2 separate regions of the Mus musculus genome follow, and region 2 is linked to region 1. A link is a contact called in public HiChIP or PLAC-seq data. All regions are on one chromosome and are shown on one strand. The core of a region is the stretch at or near the end of the contact, and the rest is flanking DNA. Distances in the headings are between cores, read along the strand shown. Region 1 has its middle 51 kb from the start of Gm24696. Region 2 has its middle 120 kb from the start of Gm24696.

The links. HiChIP or PLAC-seq counts read pairs in DNA pulled down with a chosen protein or histone mark.
Region 2: a BATF HiChIP or PLAC-seq map of CD8 T cells shows a contact between it and region 1, with 9 read pairs. The contact joins two enhancer-like sites. A contact is called at or near these places in 1 of 15 datasets of contacts at CTCF or cohesin (CD8 T cells), 3 of 484 Hi-C or Micro-C datasets (CD4 T cells, CD8 T cells and nephron progenitors) and 2 of 115 datasets of contacts at active chromatin or transcription factors (CD8 T cells and memory CD8 T cells).

What each region holds. Positions count from the first base shown.
Region 1 is chr15:61,406,450-61,410,749 of GRCm38.p6, reverse strand. No RefSeq gene overlaps it. Among named protein-coding and RNA genes, the nearest start is that of Gm24696, 51 kb to the right of the region's middle. Within about 2 kb of position 1,924, at least 15 of the 459 cell types and tissues checked have an H3K27ac peak or open chromatin away from gene starts, as enhancers often do. A contact at or near this core is called in CD8 T cells and memory CD8 T cells, where this site is marked.
Region 2 is chr15:61,480,368-61,485,062 of GRCm38.p6, reverse strand. No RefSeq gene overlaps it. Among named protein-coding and RNA genes, the nearest start is that of Gm24696, 120 kb to the right of the region's middle. Within about 2 kb of position 1,797, at least 19 of the 459 cell types and tissues checked have an H3K27ac peak or open chromatin away from gene starts, as enhancers often do. A contact at or near this core is called in CD8 T cells and memory CD8 T cells, where this site is marked.

The DNA.
Region 1 (4,300 bases), core at 675-3,174:
ACAATGTTGAAGAACACTTGTTTATAAATCTATAGATTTCTAAGAGTTGATAATCTTTTACTCACAAGTATCAAATATTTCTTAAGTAAATTTTCTGTCAAATGCAAGGATGTATGGGGGAAAATTAAAGAAAAATAATTGGAAAAAGAATAGTGTGGTGCTAAACCATTTGATAACATGATCAGGGATGTCTGGCATTTGAGCCAAGGCCTAAATGATACAATAAAGAAATATGTGGGCATCTGGAAAAAGAGCATTCTAAGAACGAATCACAATGATGAAGACCTTAAGGTCAGAGTGTCTTTGACTGTTTAAGAAGCCAAAAGGAAGGCAAATTACTGGAATGAAAAGAAAAGGTGAGTTCAGATAGGTTCACACTGCCTAGCTTATAGGGACCAGAATTCAGGAAACAAAAGTTATGAGGGAGAAGCAATGTTGAGTAGTTCTCTATGATGCTTTTCCAAGTAAGAAGATATATTTGGCTAGGCTGCTGGCAGTAATATCTAAATAACTTTAAAAGTCCCACAGTCTGTACATACTAAAAGTTCCATCCCTTTAAATTCCTAATATCTTTTAAAATTCAGAGTCTTTTAAAAATTCAAAGTATCTTAACGGTGGGCTACACTAAAATACTTTCTTCCTTCGAGAGGGAAAAGCATCAGGGCACAGTCACAATCAAAAGCAAAATCAAACTCCAACTGTGCAATGTCTGGGATCCACTCACGATCTTCTGGATTCCTCCAAGGGCTTGGATCACTTCTTCAGCTCTGCCCTTTGTAGCACACACCTTGTCTCCTAGGCTTCCAATGCCTGTATTCCACTGTTGCTGCTGTTTTTGGTGGTCATCTCATGGCACTAGCATCTCCAAAACACTGTTGTCTTCTGCTGCAACTAGGCTTTACTAATAGCCTCTCATAGGCTCTCTTCATGGTGCCAAGCCTCAACTCCTTTGCATGACTCCTTCAGTCCTGGGCCATCAATTGCAACTGAGGCTGCACCTTCACCAATAGCCTTCCTTGGCCTCTCATAGTACCAAGCCTCAGCTGTTCTTCATGACCCCTTCATGCCTTCAAAACCAGTACCACCTGGGTGACTCTTACACATTACCAAGTCCAGCCACAGCACAAGGTACAACTTTGGCTATCTCTGTAACATAGCCTCTGTGCTCTCAGAAAACACTTCCCAGAAGATTTCACCTCAATTATTAAGTTATTCAAAAGATCAAAAAGTCAAAAATGCTTAGAAGGTCAAGAAAAATTGGTTACAGTTATTAGGTCACTTCATGAGTTTCAGTATGAAGCATGAGTAGGTCTTTTGTAGAACACGAAAAGAATGAGTAGAACTCTCATTTACTGCCATAGGTCACTATATAGTCAAATACTGTCATTCATTTGATGTACATACATGAACACACACAAACACACATAGGTCCTATCATCCCTCAAACCTCTGCTGGTCTCCCCCATTCATAATTTTATGCTTTGTGATTCACCATGCTCTCTCTTATCATAGGGACATTGAAAATTCTTCTTCTTAACTATTTGGATTTTCAATAAAACTAATAGAACCAGGGTGTTATGTAATGAAAAGAGTGGAGCAGATTCACAGCTTGTAAAGCTCTGTTTTGGATGGAGCATGGATTGGGAAATGACAAGAATTAATGGAGGAAAACCACCTTAGACATGTCTGCAGATATCAAGAGTGAGAAAGTGGTGGCTCAGACCACAGTGGCATGAAAATGGAACAAATTTGATGTTGCAAGAGCATTTTGGAAGCAATGCATTCTCAAGATCAAAGAAATAACCTACTTGGTTACAGTTATTAGGCCCCAAAAGAACTCCATTATGGCCTACAGGAGAACAAGAAGTGGCAAATTGCTTGTAAAGAAGCCTGTACAGGAGGAAGTTACCTGTGGTCTTTAGGGTGGGGCCCTCAGAAGATGATGAACTATTTCCAGGAAGAGATGATACATCTCTTTGATGTCTCGGTAGTGGTTTTAAACTTCTTCATGAAGTTCACAATCTTCTATCTAAGCATTCCTTCCCATAGCCTTCCTTCTAGAAAAATCAATTAATAGTCTTTACTTCAACCCTATTTATGGGCCCTTTAGACTTCTAAAGTGTGAAAAGAAGGTCAGTTTTTCTAATGTTCAAGAGCACTGCCTTAAGTTAGACTGATTGAACTGTGGATCTGTATTTAGTAATTAAGTGCCTATCGCTACATTTCTTGGAATCCCAGTTTTCATACCTGTGAAAGTTGTGCTTGCCACAAGGTCTTTTATTAGAATTTTGAAGACAACATTGGTGAACTTGTAGTTTCTGGTTATATGTATGCAACTTAGAGGTTACCACTTCAACCCACCTACACAAGATATGAACAAAATAATATTGTCACACATTTTTAAATCCACATGATAAAGCCGTAATGTGGTTATGGCTTCTCACATTGGAGACAACTGGTAGAAAGGCACAAATGGCAGAAACAGAGACCTTTGAGCTTCAGCACCCATGGAAACTGGTGCCAGCATAGAAGAAGCTGAATTTAGAATTGATGAAGTGACAGAAGCTGGGCTGTAGACGTGTTTGAGAGAAAGACCTTAGAAGATGAAGTAAAAGTAAGATGTGTACTTTGTGAGTTCTGTGTCCTGTAGCTGTAACAAGGTCTGATAGGGAAGGTCCGAGGGAGCTTTCGCTTTGCATTTGGTGAGAGAAGAAAAAAGAGTCCCTTTAATTACAGAACTTCTGAAAAAGGTCTGTCATTCTGACTGGTGAGAGGTGGAATCTCAGACTTGTTTTTATTTGCATCTCCCTGATGACTAAGGATGTTGAACATTTTTTCAGGTGCCTCTCAGCCATTCAGTATTCCTCAGTTGAGAATTCTTTGTTTATCTCTGTACCCCATTTTTAATAGTGTTTTCTGGATTTCTGAAGTCTAACTTCTTGAATTCTTTGTATATATTGGATATTAGTCCTCTATCAGATTTAGGATTGATAAAAATCTTTTTGCAATCTGTTGGTGGCCTTTTTGTCTTATTGACAGTGTTCTTTGCCTTACAGAAACTTTGCAATTTTATAAGGTCCCATTTGTTAATTCTTGATCTTACAGTACAAGGCATTGATTTTCTGTTAAGGAAGTTTTCCCCTGTGCCCATATGTTCCAGGCTCTTCCCCACTTTCTCCTCTATAAGTTTCAGTGTTTCAGGTTTTATGTGGAGTACCTTAATCCACTTAGAGTTGAACTTTGTACAAGGAGATAAGAATGGATCAATTCCCATTCTTCTATATGCTAACCATAAGTTGAGCAAGCACCATTTATTGAAAATGCTGTCTTTTTTTCCCCACTGGATGGTTTTAGCTCCTTTGTCAAAGATCAAGTGACAACAAGTGTGTGGGTTCAAAAACTCAGGTGACAGCAGATGCTAGCAAGGATGTGGAGGAAGAGAAATATTCCTCCATTGCTGGTGGGATTGCAAGCTGGTACAACCACTCTGGAAATCAGTGTGGCAGTTCCTCGAAAAATTGGACATAGTACTACCAGAGGATCCAGCAATACCTTTCCTGGGCATATATCCAGAAGATTCTCCAGGATGTAATAAGGACACATGCTCCACTATGTTCATAGCAGCCTTATTTATTATACCCAAAAGCTGGAAAGAACCCATATGTCCCACAACAGAGGAATGGATATAGAAAATGGGGTACATTTACACAATGGAGTACTGTGCAGCTATTAAAAAATGAATTTATGAAATTTTTAGACAAATGGATGGATCTGGAGGATGTCATCCTGAGTGAGGTAACCCAATGACAAAAGAACACACCTGATATGCACTCACTGATAAGTGGATATTAGCCCAGAAACTCAGAATACCCAAGATACAATTCACAAAACACATGAAACTCAAAGAGAAGGAAAACCAAAGTGTAAAGTTTGATCCTTCTTAGAAGGAAGAACAAAATATCCATGGGAGTAGTTACAGAGACAACGTGTAGAGCACAGACTGAAGGAAAAGCCACTCAGAGATGGCCCCAACTGGGTATCCATTCCTTATTCAGTCATTACACCCAGATATTCTTGTGGATACCGACAACTGCTTGCAGACAGGAGCCTGATATAGCTGTCTCCTGAGAGGTTCTGCCAATGCCTGACAAATACAGAAGTGGATGCTCAAAGCCCTCCATTGGACAAAGCACAGAGTCCCCAATGAAGGAGATAGAGAAAATATCAAAGGAACTGAATGGGTTCGCAGCCCCATAGGAGGAACAACAATATGAACTAACCAGTATCTCCAGAGCTCCTT
Region 2 (4,695 bases), core at 548-3,047, 74 kb before region 1:
AATGCATTAAAGCAACACAGAGCAAACAGAATGCACTAAAAAGAGGCCACATGACTTCAATCAAAGTCACAAAGCTGATTATATATTAGGGAGAGTACTGGGTCTGATAATGGGCAACTCAGGCATGGCTTCTAGAGCCATCAGAATGCTGGGGAAGAATTTAGGAATCAAACCTGGAGACCTCATGGGCACTTTGGGCCTATTTGAGTTCTCTCTTAGCCATTGGTGTTGAATGTTTTCTTACAACGTCAGAGTCTAATCTGATTCACACAATTTAAGAATCAGAACTTGGCTGCCTGCATCCTAGGACAAAGTTTGTCCTGTAAGCGTATTCTCCTCAACCCCAAGGAGAATGAGTAGAGATAGTCAGAGTGGCTAGAACTCACTGTGTAGCAACTAACAGCAGGGGTACAAATGTGACTAAGTCAGTCTGCTACCTACCTACAGCATAGATGCCTGTGTTGTATAGACTGGCACTAGAGAACAGGGAGATCTAGTGAAAGCTTACAGGCAAGGTGCATCCTCTGAAAAAAGTGAAGAACTAAGGATTGGTGGTCACAGCAGCACAAGATGTTGTGGGCAAGGATGTTGAGGTCTGAATAAGATGTCTGCATGTCAAGAAAGTCTGCAATAAACCATGGCATGGAAGCTAGATGCTCCTTGGCTTTAAAGTGCTATAGATCCCTTTCATTTTCCCTCAGTCCCAGAGAGCCTTCCAGATACCAGGGTATAGGAGAAAAACTGACAGAATTGTTTACTGCCACATTCTGTAAAGATAAGACCAAACTTATAAAGGAACTGATAGAAGGACAAAGGCAGACACATAGCTGGGATTTTTGTTTTCTTTTTTCTTTTTTTTTTTTTTGCCTCTAAAAACATACTACTATGGACATGTATGTCACATTCCAAATAATTATGGGAATGAGAAACCAAGTTCAATTTAATGCAGTAATAAGGAAGTGTAGTTTCAAAGGGAAGAAGCAGAGACAAGATAGGCTTGGCTGTATTAACTGAAGCAGAATGCCTAGGTCAATGTAGCTACAGGAATGTTGACATCCACACTAGTGAGGCAGGTTGCACAGTACACAAATGGCTTTGAATTGCAGAATTTGGAAGAACACTGGCACTGTGTATACATACAATAAAGTTTCTTCATATTGCTACTATCTGAAGAACATTTAAATTTTGGTTTATAAAACAATAAAAATATCAAGATATCAGCAGGTGATATGGCCTATAAAATGATTGTCACATAAAAGAAAAATTTCCTATTTTTGTTTGCTTCAGAGCACATGAAAAATGATTGGGGGAGGGGTATTTCGATCAGTGATAGAAAAACAATGTAGCAGCCTGCTTTACAAAGAGGTAAGCTCCTATCCTGGGACCTATGTGGTATCTGGATGCTGATCTCTAGGGAACCTGGAAAAGTTGCCTTTGGGATGGAGTTAATTTATTGTTTGGACCACACATGTCCTTCATTCTTGAAAGCTTGTTTCCCAGCCTTTTGAGACATGGTGAACGGTCAGGAGATGGTAGGAATAATGGAAGTATTTTATATAAGTAACATATTTAAGTAAGTAATTTATGAGGGTGTGCCCTTGGAAAGAATGTCAGCACCTCCATCTCTCTTCCTATTCCCCCCCCCCACTCCTCTTCCTCTCTCTTCTCTATTATGATGGGAGAAAATCTGCATGCTTCCTGCCATGATGTATTGCCAACCAGAGGCCTAAAGTACCAGAGCATGCTGACTATGGCCCCACACCTCTCAAACTGTAAGCCACAAAAAGCATCTTCTCCTTGGATGGTATTTCTAGGAAAAGGGTGTTGTCATAGTGATGGAAAGATGACTAACACTATTTGGAGGGCTCAAGGATGTCTCTTAGAATTGACAGTACATCTATTCTCTCTCCAATCCATTGGCTCAGGAAAACAAAGCAGAGAGTACTTACAGATCTTTGAGAGACATGTGTTAGGATGGGGAAAAAAAAGCATGTATAGAAATAAAAACATCAACAGTGGGTTGATTGACATTCTGTATCCTTCCTGGGTACATGTGTCATTTTTAAAAACATGAATTTATATAGTCCCTTCATCAAGACACAGGACCCTGCCTGCCTCTAAAGTTCAAAGTAGACATGTAACTTTCTTTAGCCAATGTATGGTCATACACAGAACAATGGGGCTTTGACTTCAAGTGACAATTTTTTCTTCTTTCTTGGAAACATATCACTGCTATGAAAACAAGCCTAGACTGGCTATCAAAAGAATGAGATCAAGTAAAGCTGAGCCCAGTTCATTCACCCAAGGACATCTTAGGTCAGCCAGTTGTCACGTGGCCCTAAAACATGTGAGTACAAATAAGATTGACAGTGCTGTCTAGCCAACCTAGGATTGCTTATATATACATTCGTGAGCTAAGCTGGGCTCAGCAAAACTACTGAAGTGCTCTGTGAGCATTTGAGAAATAGCAGTCCACTGTTTTAAATATAGAGTTTTGGTGCCTTTGCTATCCAGTTGTTGCTCCCCACTGGAGCCAGGGAAGCTGCCTCTCAGAGTGATGTGAGGGCCAGCTAGCCTATTTACCCTCTTTTAGCTTGGATTACTTGATTCATGAAATCTGAGTGTACTGCTGTGATGACATGCTAACTGTGTGGGACACTAGAGATTTTTTTACCTGTAATATTTTGACAACAAACATGGGACCGATTATATTTCTAGGGATAAGTAAATGCAATTATTTAAATGAACAGAGCACATAATTAGCACTTAACAAATCTTGTCTGTTTTTACTCTTTTTATGTGTGAGATGGAAGAAAAGAACCTAAGGGGACATAAAGACACTTCATGAGAATAAATTCCACATGACATGCTTTCGTTCACACATCAAAGGACGAAATAGTTATTTTCTTTATCTTTCTTGAGTGATGTGTTTATTTTGAGAGAAATCACTTCCTTTACACTTCTGTGTACTGGGCATGCGTCCAAACCGACACAAAGAACTTCAGATGACGGCACCCTCTCACCTACTTCTTCAGGGCAGCCATGTGTTGCTTTGCTTTATTGGGCTCCCTTGTGAAGGCTCCTTTTCTGCCTGGGTGGATGGTAAGTGTTGACATTTACTCAGGTCCAAGGAGATAATACGCTTTTGTGACCTTGAGTCCTTCCCCAGCAGCGGAAGAACAGAACCAGAGAATTTCATTTTATATGATTGTATTACTTCAAAAGTGAAGGTGAACAGTCACACATTTTATGGCTAGAAAAATACCACTGAATGTAGTTCTATAGAGAACTCTATTTTGTCGCTATATATTTCACAATCTCAAGTAAGGGCTTAAAATTCCCCTTTATTCACAGGGTAGGTTGTTTCCAAATGAAACATGATGATTTGACGTAGCAATCAAAAAACCTTGCAGGTTACCCATGGATTCTTCAATATAGTCATTTTATTCCTGGATCGCCTCCGAAATTGTTCTTGCATTTTTAATTAAGTGCTTCTAAAGATAGTGCAGCCGATTTCCCTTCCCTTCCTTATTCCTTCCTTCCTTCCTTCCTTCCTTCCTTCCTTCCTTCCTTCCTTCCTGCCTGCCTGCCTGCCTGCCTGCCTGCCTTCCTGCCTTCCTGCCTTCCTGCCTTCCTGCCTTCCTGCCTTCCTTCCTTTTCTTCTCCTCCCTCCTTTTTCCATCCCTTCTGTCTGTTTCTGACTTAAAATTAAAATTTTAAGCCTTTCTAGTATATAAGATAGATACCTGGAGAATGGTCACAGAGAATGGCAGGAAATCAATACAGGGTATATTTTTAAGCCAAATTATTGATTCAAGTAACTGGAGCCCAACTCTGCTAAAAACCAAAGTTCTTGGTGTATACACCTCAGAGTTATCAAACTTGGGGTGTGTGTGAAGGAATTGAGATATGTATTCATCAACATATAGAATCCAGCTTAAATCTACTAACTGAGAAGAGTTAGTTCCTACACTAGAATTAGGTAGGACTTGCTCACCTGCATCATATGGGCAAACACATCCCAACATTTTAGGAAAGGACTATAGTGCTAGGGGTTAGGCTTGCATCTCAGGTATAATAACAGCTCAGGGGTATGTGTAGGGCTCCAAAAAAAAAAAAACTGTACTGCATGATATGAGAATCTATTATTCACTGAAAAGGATCATCCACTACTTTGCCCTTCTGAAATCCCTCTAATTTTATTTAATCTCTTGAGGGAACTGGGATCTGGCAGAGCTACTCTTTCTTCTCTCTCTCTCTCTCTCTCTCTCTCTCTCTCTCTCTCTCTCTCTCACACACACACACACACACACACACACTCTCTCTCTCTCTCTCTTTCTATATATGTGTGTGTGTGTGTGTGTGTGTGTGTGTCTGTGTAGTTTGGAAGAAACTGGTTTTATTTGTGTGTAGCTTGGAATGAACACACTACACAGTCCTGGTCAATACTACAAAACATCTTGTAGTGACTGGCTTGGAGGTGGGTGTATGATCAAAGTCAGTTTTTATTTAGTTGCATTCCTGTTTGTTTGTTTTTTAAAAGTGATTAGGAAAGAGCAAATGTCCTCTCAGTTGAGATTGCTAAACTGAACTTTGTAAGCCCAGGCATTTTTGTTAGTGTCTTGCCATCTCTTTCAGACCCTCAGATTGAAGCCAGGAGAGGAAAACTTTCCACCCAATTTGAGATTCTGCCTC